Regions from separate parts of the Gossypium hirsutum genome. Here region 2 is linked to region 1. Evidence: chromatin contacts called from public Hi-C data. All regions are on one chromosome and are shown on one strand. Each heading gives the region's core, a stretch centred on a gene start, on an enhancer-like site or on the middle of the called end of the contact. The rest is flanking DNA. Distances are from core to core; before and after follow the strand shown.

Region 1 (4,547 bases), core at 1,226-3,725:
CCTCATTATCGTTATATCATACATTAGACTTAAGTACCTATTCATTTGTATATTATGCTTGTCTCTATAAGCATCATGTTTGTTTTTTGCACGATGAATAAAAAGAAAATTTTTAAACCGAAACGACGTTCATTATTGTTGGAATTAGAAAAGTCGTGTTCCTAACTTACGGAATATGTTTTCTTTCTAAAACCGAGATAATCGAATATATTTTAAAATAAAATTTTAGTGTTTATTCTCGTTTTCTGGAATTTAAAGCATTGTATCCTAACTTATGGAACACGATCCTTCCTTCTCGATTAACTTGAAATAACCCCTTTTCATGAAAATTGATTTAGTTAAGTAATGTGTAAGCGTTAGAGGGTTAAATTTGTTATTAGACCAATAAAAAAATACTCGTTAGCACTTTCATCAAATTTCAAATGGTTGTTAACTTTCAATGACCAAGAAAACTAATTTTGAATAATTTAGTAACTAGAAAAAGTAAAAGATCATTTAATTATTTTTTCAGATTTAAAAAATTCAAAAAATTCAAAAAATTATTTTGAAAAATAAAAAATCATTATAATTATTAAAAAATATACAAAATATAAAGTATTTTCTAAATATTTTTAAAATTTTAAAATTAATTAAACGCTGACATGTCATGTACATCAACAAAATTAACAAATGTTAACATTTCCATCTGTTTTAGGTTGATTTGACAAAAAAAATACAAGTTCAAGGATTAAAAAAAAATTAAATAAAGGGCTAAAATAATTTTTTTTATAAAATTGAAGGAATAAAAAATCCATTCACAAAACATGTTTTTGATAATTTTATATTCCCTAAAAACATCACTTTTATGTTAAAATTTGTAAACTTCATCTTAATGATATTAGATATTTTAATTAATTAAATTTTATAAATATATATTGAAAGTTTTTATAATATATATATTTTAATTTTTATCCATGATAAAATTTAAAGAAGGGTCAAAAGTTGAAATTTTTAATCATCAAAGTTTTTTACATTGTTTTTCTAAATCATCTAATCGGTTAACTAAATGAAGGAATCAATCACATGACATTTTTTAATTAGCATAGTTATCAACTTTATACCTTCAATCAATTTAGTTATGTTTACAGAGGCGAAGCCAGAACAATTTTAATTTTTTATAGTCTATATCTTTATAATTTTTAAAAAAAAAATTAAATATAGGGGAGGCCAAAGTGCAATTTTACCTTTATTAATTTAAAATTTTAAAAAATTTAAAGGCCTAAATAATAATTTTTTATTTTAAGGGGCAGAGCCCACACCAACGGCCCGCTCTAGATTCGTCTCTGTATGTTTATATTTAAAAATTTTAAAATGAAAAAGAATAGATAAAATTATATATATATATTTATATTGAGATGAGTATGTGATACAATGACAATGTATTTTTTTACAACCCAAAATCATATGTCTCAACAATGCTCATTGGGTGCGCCAATTAAGCTAACCATGTTCTCTTTACGTTATAGTCAGTGGAATCTTCTTCTTTTAATATGCCTATGGTCTATCAAAAATAATATTACCTCCCTTTCTTCTTTACCAACTCTATCTTTGGAAGAAATTAACCAACCTCTCTTGTTATTTTATTTAATTCTAACTAGCGACATCAGTTTTGTTAAGAAGATACGAAAACACATGGAAGGCACCAATTAATACCATCTTTATAATCTAGTGCATCAACAGGAAAACATATTACAAACAATACAACATACAATAAAGCAGAAGGTCACCACAACTATAAAACTTGTTTTGCAAATAAAAAATAAAAAAGCCGCCAAAGAATTCACTTCTCTACCATTTTGCAAATCTTTCCTGAACTTTCTCGACGATCCTAATCAGCCACCATGACTTTCCAGTTGTGAGTACAATGTATCCCAAGCTCACTCCCAACACCAACCCACATCCGTATCCCATCAATATAGAAAATCTCCAATTCAATTCTTCATCATCATCTCCATCAAATTTGGCTGGAGTTTTCTCATCATTATCACATCTATTTAAAAATGGCAACCCGCATAAACCCAAGTTTCCTATGTAGGAATCATTGTTGAAAGTGTTAAATTGTTTTCCTTGAGGAATGGGTCCTGTTAAATTATTTTGAGAAAGGTTTAACACTGTTAAGAATCCAAGATTTGTTAATTCTGTTGGAATTCTTCCTTGGAGCTTGTTTGATGAGAGATCTAAGGATTCAAGCTCTAACAAATCACCCAATGATGATGGGATAGGACGTATTAAGCTGTTATGAGAGAGGTTTAGGACAATAAGTGAATGAAGTTCACCAAGTGTTTTAGGAATTTATCCCAAGAATTTATTGTTTGAAAAGTCAATTACCATCCAACTGGTTAATAGTGCTTCAAACTCTATTTCCAACCCTTTTGCCATGAAAGATAAACCTCCCACATAATAGTACTCTGTTCCATTAACTAGTGAATTCGTCATGTACTCCCGTTTACCTTTCTTTTCATTCCCTTTTCTAATGTCATGCAAATTCTCCAAAAACTTGATAGGTAAGTAGCCACTGAGATTATTGTGAGAAAGATCAATGACATGCAAATGAGTGAAGGAAACAATAACATTAGAGCTAACCACTTGGCCATGGAATCTATTCGATCTCAAAATAAGAACTTATAGATGATCCAAATTTCCTAACCAGTCTGGGAAAGTATCATTTAAATAGTGGTTCCCAACATCGAGAAGCTCCAAATCTTTACAATTAGCCAAAGATCGTGGTAGTGACCCTTCTAACTGGTTGTTGTTGATTTGAAAACTTTGTAACGTGCAACCTTGAGCAAACTTCGGAATTGTTCAACACAAACTATTCTTAAATAAAGAGAGAATTATAAGGGAACTCAAATTGCATATTGAAGAAGGGATTTCTCCAACTAAGTTATTCTCTGAAAGGAGACAGCATTGCAATGAAGATGGCAGAGTTGGAATTCGTCCTTGAAGAAAATTTGGAGTAGAATTAGAATTAGGAGTTTGAAGATTCATTGAAACAATAAATGTAAATGAATTGTATTTGTGGTGTAATACATGCTTTGTATAGCCAATAAAATGATTGGTTAATTTACTATACTACTTCTAACAATTTTGAGATGCATGAGGACGACTCTAAGATTGTAATCTACGAAATGAAAACTACCACTATCTTCCAAACACATATCTAAAGTAACTTTTATTTTGATTACGTAATAATAAGATGGAATTGCATAAAAGTAACATCAAAAGGAGAAAAAAGAAAAATCAAATTATACCTAACAATTTGTTACGGAAGAGATAAAGGTTTTAGAGAGGAGTAATTGAAGGAATTTCGCTTAAAACATATAATTAAATATATCAAAATTAACTAACATTTAAAACTACAGTTAGAAGAATGAAGATAAGTTTGATTGAGACAATTTTGAGTTCAAAAAAATAAAATATTTTAATTGATGTTATGCTTTGTTGAGTGTAGTGGTGTGGACTGGAGTATCTTTCATGTATGGTCTATAGTCACAGCTAGAACTCATATGCTGTAGCGTCCTCAAAAAAAGAGTTGTTATTTGTTGAAGTTGACACAAGTAAGTGTCTGTTTCGATGGCTAATGCTCTAAAGGGGTGGAGAATGGATGTTCCAGTCCTTTTGCGAGTTGTTCTTTAGTGTGTGTTGATTTAGTTATTGAATTTTAAGTGAATTCAAATGCTTTCAAAATAAAATTGCAAAGAGTGGGGTTAGAGAATTGCTTCAATTTTTCCCCAAATCACGCCGTCAAACTCCTGCCTCTTGCAATTCAATTTTCTTCATTCTTCTCCTTTGTTCATTTGCTCTCATTCCCATGTTTTCTATTTCTCATTATTTTGGCGGCTACTTCGATCTTTTGGGCGTTTAACTCACTTCCTCTTTGTGATGTTGATCCACTTGTTCTTGTTTTCTTTTCCGTTGCGAGTGCGGGGTTGTGATTATTTGGTTGTTTGTTCGTGTAAGTATTCTTGAATTCTTTCCCACATTGTAAATGGGTTTACTCGTATTGTTATTTTCTGGGTGAAAACGTTCATATGCCTAATCGATTGCATTTTTAGGAGAAATTGGTGAGGCGAACAATCCTTCAATGACTTAGGATTGTGGGCGGCCTGTTATTTTCTTAAAGGTGAGTAGTTAATTCGAGTTAAAAATGTCAAAATTCGGGTTAGTAAGTTGAAGTTGGTTTTATTGGTTGTTGTGAACTGGGTTGGAAATTCGTCTCAAATAGTGTTTAATTGACGTGTTTGGGTTTCAGGAGTCTTGTGGGTGTTTTGACATTGGAATTGGATCAAGCATGTAACGAGAAAATCAAAAAATAGTGATTGGTGAAAGCCAAAATTGGGGTTTGTTGATGCCACACGGCCATGCGGTAGGCCGTGTGCAACACGTCACACAATGCCTATGCCATTTTGGGCCTTGTGGGCCACACGAGTGAGGCCATTTTGGGTTGTGTGGGCCCAAATTTTAGAATTCTTTCCTAGGGTCATACATGTCGTCCCAATCAACTATGG
Region 2 (4,106 bases), core at 870-3,369, 67 kb before region 1:
GATGAATCCAAGGTGGCGTGTGTTGCAAATTGGCCTTTTCCTACCACTGTGAAGGAATTTAAAGGGTTCTTGGGACTTTTAGGGTACTGTAGGCAATTTATTAAGGATCATGGTATCCTGGCAAGGCCCTTAACAGATTTGCTTAAAAGAATGCTTAGGATTGTACGAAATAGGCTACTTGAGCTTTTCAGTAGTTGAAAACATCCTTATGCTCTGCCTTGTACTTGTTCTTCCCAACTTTCAGCTAGAGTTTTGTATTGATACGGATGCCTCCAGTTTTGGGGTAGGGTTTTTCTTTAGCAGTTGGGCAAACCGATGGCCTATTTTAGCAAAGGATCGGCATGGAACATTAAGCCTTATCAGTCTACGAAATAGAAATGATGGCTGCTCGTTTAGCGGTTAAGAAATGGCATTATTACTTGATAGGGAGACATTTTAAAATTCGTATGAACCATTAAAGCTTAAAATTCTTGACTGAGAAGATGGAAGTTACACCCTTTCAACAAAAATGGGTTCCTAAGATGACTAGCTTTTATTGAGGTATTATATCGAAATGGGTCTGGAAACTCAGCTGCTGATGCTTTGTCCAGTTAGCCTGTTTTGCGTGATGGGCAATTGTTCCTGCTTACCTCTAGTGCTGTTAGCTCTCAACTGCTGTCTCATGTAGAAACATCTTATCAGTTGGATCCTAAACTATGGAAGTTGTGTGGTAAGGTCCAATAGTAGAACAACTCCCACCTAGAGTTTAGTTGGGATGGCATATTCCTTCGAAGGAAAGACATGATTGTGGTTAGGAATGTAGGCAGTTTGAAATAGGAACTCTTTAAGTTATTCCATGACAGTGTTCTCGATGGCCATTTGGGGGTTCATGCTACTATCAAGAGAATCAATAGTCAGTTGTATTGAAAAGGACTCACTAAGGACATCAAACAAGTGATACATGAATGCACCTCTATCAAAGAAACAAGATCGAAACTGTCACTCTTCCAGGTCTGTTATAGCCATCACCCATTCCCGAACAAGCTTGGTCTTCCATTGCTATAGATTTTATTGAAGGGCTGCCTTGCTCCAAAGGCAAAAATGTGATTCTGGTTTTCATGGACCACCTTACGAAGTACACGTATTTCATGGCTTTATCCCATCCTTACTTTGCTCTCACTGTTGTTCAAGTGTTTCTGGATAACGTGTACAAGTTACATGGCATACCCGATTCCATTAATTCTGATAGGGACAAGATTTTTGTTAGCCAGTTTTGGCAGGACTTGTTCAAGAAAGTAGGTACAAAACTCCACATTTCCACAACTTACCATCCGAAGACCAATGGAAAAACGAAAGTGCTCAATAAGTGTTTGAAAGGTTACTTATGTTGCATGACGAGAGAGAAACCATAGGACTCGGTCAACTGGTTTTCTTTAGCTGAGTGGTGGTATAACACCAGTTTCCACTCAGCTATTAAGTGTACTCCATATGAGGCCTTATATGGCCAATCTCTTCCTCTTCACACGCCATACTTAGCCGGGGTGTCTTTCGTGGCCACTATGGATAGGAGTTTGCAGTGTTGGGAGGCTGCTAGGTAGCTACTAAAATTTTATCTCAGAAAAGCTCAAGATAAAATGCGACAGCAAGCTGATAAGGATCGCACAGGTTGCGATTTTTACGAAGGGAACTGGGTTTATTTACGACTTTAGCTATACAGATAGCATTTGGTCAAAAAGGTGTTGAATAAAAAGTTGGCTCCCAAAATTTTCGAACCTTATTGGGTGGTCAGTAGGATTGGGAAGGTGGTATATAGATTCCAACTACCATAAGGATCGAGGGTCCATCCTACATTTCATATTTTGCAACTTAAGAAACATGTTGGTACTGCTCAGGTGCAACCAGCTCTTCGAGTGATGGACGACTAATGATCTTTGGCCAATGAACCTATTCGCATCATCGATGGACGAATGGTGAAATGTAGAAATGCGGCTGCAATAGAAGTTTTGGTTGAATGGACAAACTCTTTCATCAATGATGCTAATAGGGAACCTTTGAAGAAGTTGAAGATGGTCTATCCTCATTTCGATCCTTGAGGATAAGGATCCTTTCGTAGGGGAAGTAATTGTTATGGACCCATGAACCAGTTTGGGCTGAGACCAGTTGGGCTGAGATAGTGGGCCTAAGGGAATTGGTCAAACAGTGCGAAACATCAAGTTAATAAAATGGTGCGTTTTGTGCATGGCAATCTTATCGTATATTTTGTTGTTTTTTCTATTATTTTTGCTGTTATTATTTTCCCTATATTTTCACATGTAAGGGATGGAAATGTTCAAGAAGAGAATACAGTTGTAAAAATTATTCTCTCTCTCTGTTTGGTCTCTTCTTCTCTGTTCTTATTCTTCTTCAGTCTTCTAGATTTCTAGTTTGGTTTCTATCATTGTCACCACCCTTTCCCTCTTCTCTATTTCATCTTCCCACTGTCACCACCAACCCGCCACCCTAAAAAATCAAAAAAAAAAATCAACCCACAACCAACTCCCCATTCCTTCTTCTCTTTTTAATCCTCCCATTGTTGCCTCATTCGAAAATCAGAAGCCTGGTCTTCCAGCTGTTCGATGATATTGCTCAATCAAAAACCAAAAGCTGATCGTATTTTTCCGATGTGTTTCAAGCAAACCTGCTACTCTCGTAAGAATTCCTATTTCCCATTTTGCTTGATTTATTTTTGTGTAATTTCTTAGCAGTCAGACTGGATCCTTAATTTCCCAATCTGTCTACTCTTGTTATTTGGATCCTTGTAATTTTGTTGTTATTATTTTTTTAGTTTTACTAAAGCAAAAAATAATCTTATTTTATCTATCCAAATATAATATTATGATTTTATGATCATGAACAAAAAAAATTGTCGCTCCATTGTAAACTACAGCCACAACCACAACCACAACCACAATATCTTCGAGCCTGTTTTTAACCAAAGCATTTCCAGTAGAGGTTCCAATGGCTAAAGCAACAACTAAGATACTGACCCTTTGAGTTAAATTCGTTAACTCAATATAATCCTATTTTATCTCATTTTCACCATTATGTTTTATTAATGATTATCATGATCATTGTGAAAAAATAATTGTGATAAATTGCTGGTTTGAGAACAAGCAACCCGTGGCCACGTTACATATTTATCAATCCACCCAATGCCAATAAAAAGGTATCGTTAACTATTTTATTAAGCTATGAATTACACTATTTCTAGTAAAGCCATACCATACACAAGTCATGTACACAATATATTGGCTATAGACTCAATCATCTTTAGAGCATAAGTCTCCACTTTTATTAAAGCACATATGTTACATATGCATGGTCAGTGAATAACCCGAGATTTAGTTAAATTACACCATGAGTGTCACAAGTGAATTAATTCCCAAACAGATTCATAATTAATTCATCTTGGGTTTAGTATAATATATCATTCTTCCTATAAATGCATCTATGTCTCTACCCGTGGAGTCAACTGCTCCGATAGCCAAAACTAGTTATATCTTCAATTGGAATTGTAGACAACATAATAATCCTTATAAGTATTTGAATCAAATGCTCACTTTGATTCTTTTACGAGATTACAGACTCATTTAGATTATTTAATTAAGTAAGTTTTCTTTCTCGCAATGTAAACGTTCTTAAAATCCCACTTATCATTAGTTTGAACTTAGACAATCAATGATCTAATATTTGCTTGTCAAAATTTTGTTGCACACGCATTAGTAAAATAAATAAATATTAAATTAAAATATATTTAAATCACAAGATCGAACAAGAACAATATAAATTAACATATATTTATATAATAAAAAAAGAACAAAAATAAAGACTGGATTAAAATATTATACTCGTAGGTAGGTAGGAAAAATAGATTGGAAGTTGAGACCTGTTTTCACAGTTTCCTTAAGATAGATTCGACTGTTGCTTTGGTGCTGGAGAAACATTGGTCAATTGTATCTCAGGATATAACAAGAAAAAGAGCACAGTAGTAGCACGGCTACAGTGATCAACGGATAGTAGTCTTACCTTCGTCTATCACCAAAAATAGTTTGAAAAATATGTAGGGAAAAGATATCTCGAAATGTTTT

What was found. A called contact is a pair of places that touch in the nucleus more often than the background predicts.
Region 2: a contact with region 1 is called in a Hi-C map of leaf, with 1.9 times the contacts expected there. The contact joins the enhancer-like site here to the promoter of LOC107926784 in region 1. A contact is called at or near these places in 3 of 34 Hi-C or Micro-C datasets (all in leaf).

Annotation. Positions count from the first base shown.
Region 1 is chrD11:58,096,014-58,100,560 of Gossypium_hirsutum_v2.1, reverse strand. LOC107926784 (receptor-like protein 9DC3) reads right to left here and starts at 2,475. Exons shown (of 3, transcript XM_016857710.1): 1 at 2,408-2,475; 2 at 1,903-2,272. The coding sequence starts at 2,475.
Region 2 is chrD11:58,162,849-58,166,954 of Gossypium_hirsutum_v2.1, reverse strand. No RefSeq gene overlaps it. Among protein-coding and RNA genes, the nearest start is that of LOC107926839, 18 kb to the left of the region's middle. Within about 2 kb of position 2,119, at least 1 of the 9 cell types and tissues checked has an H3K27ac peak or open chromatin away from gene starts, as enhancers often do. A contact at or near this core is called in leaf, where this site is marked.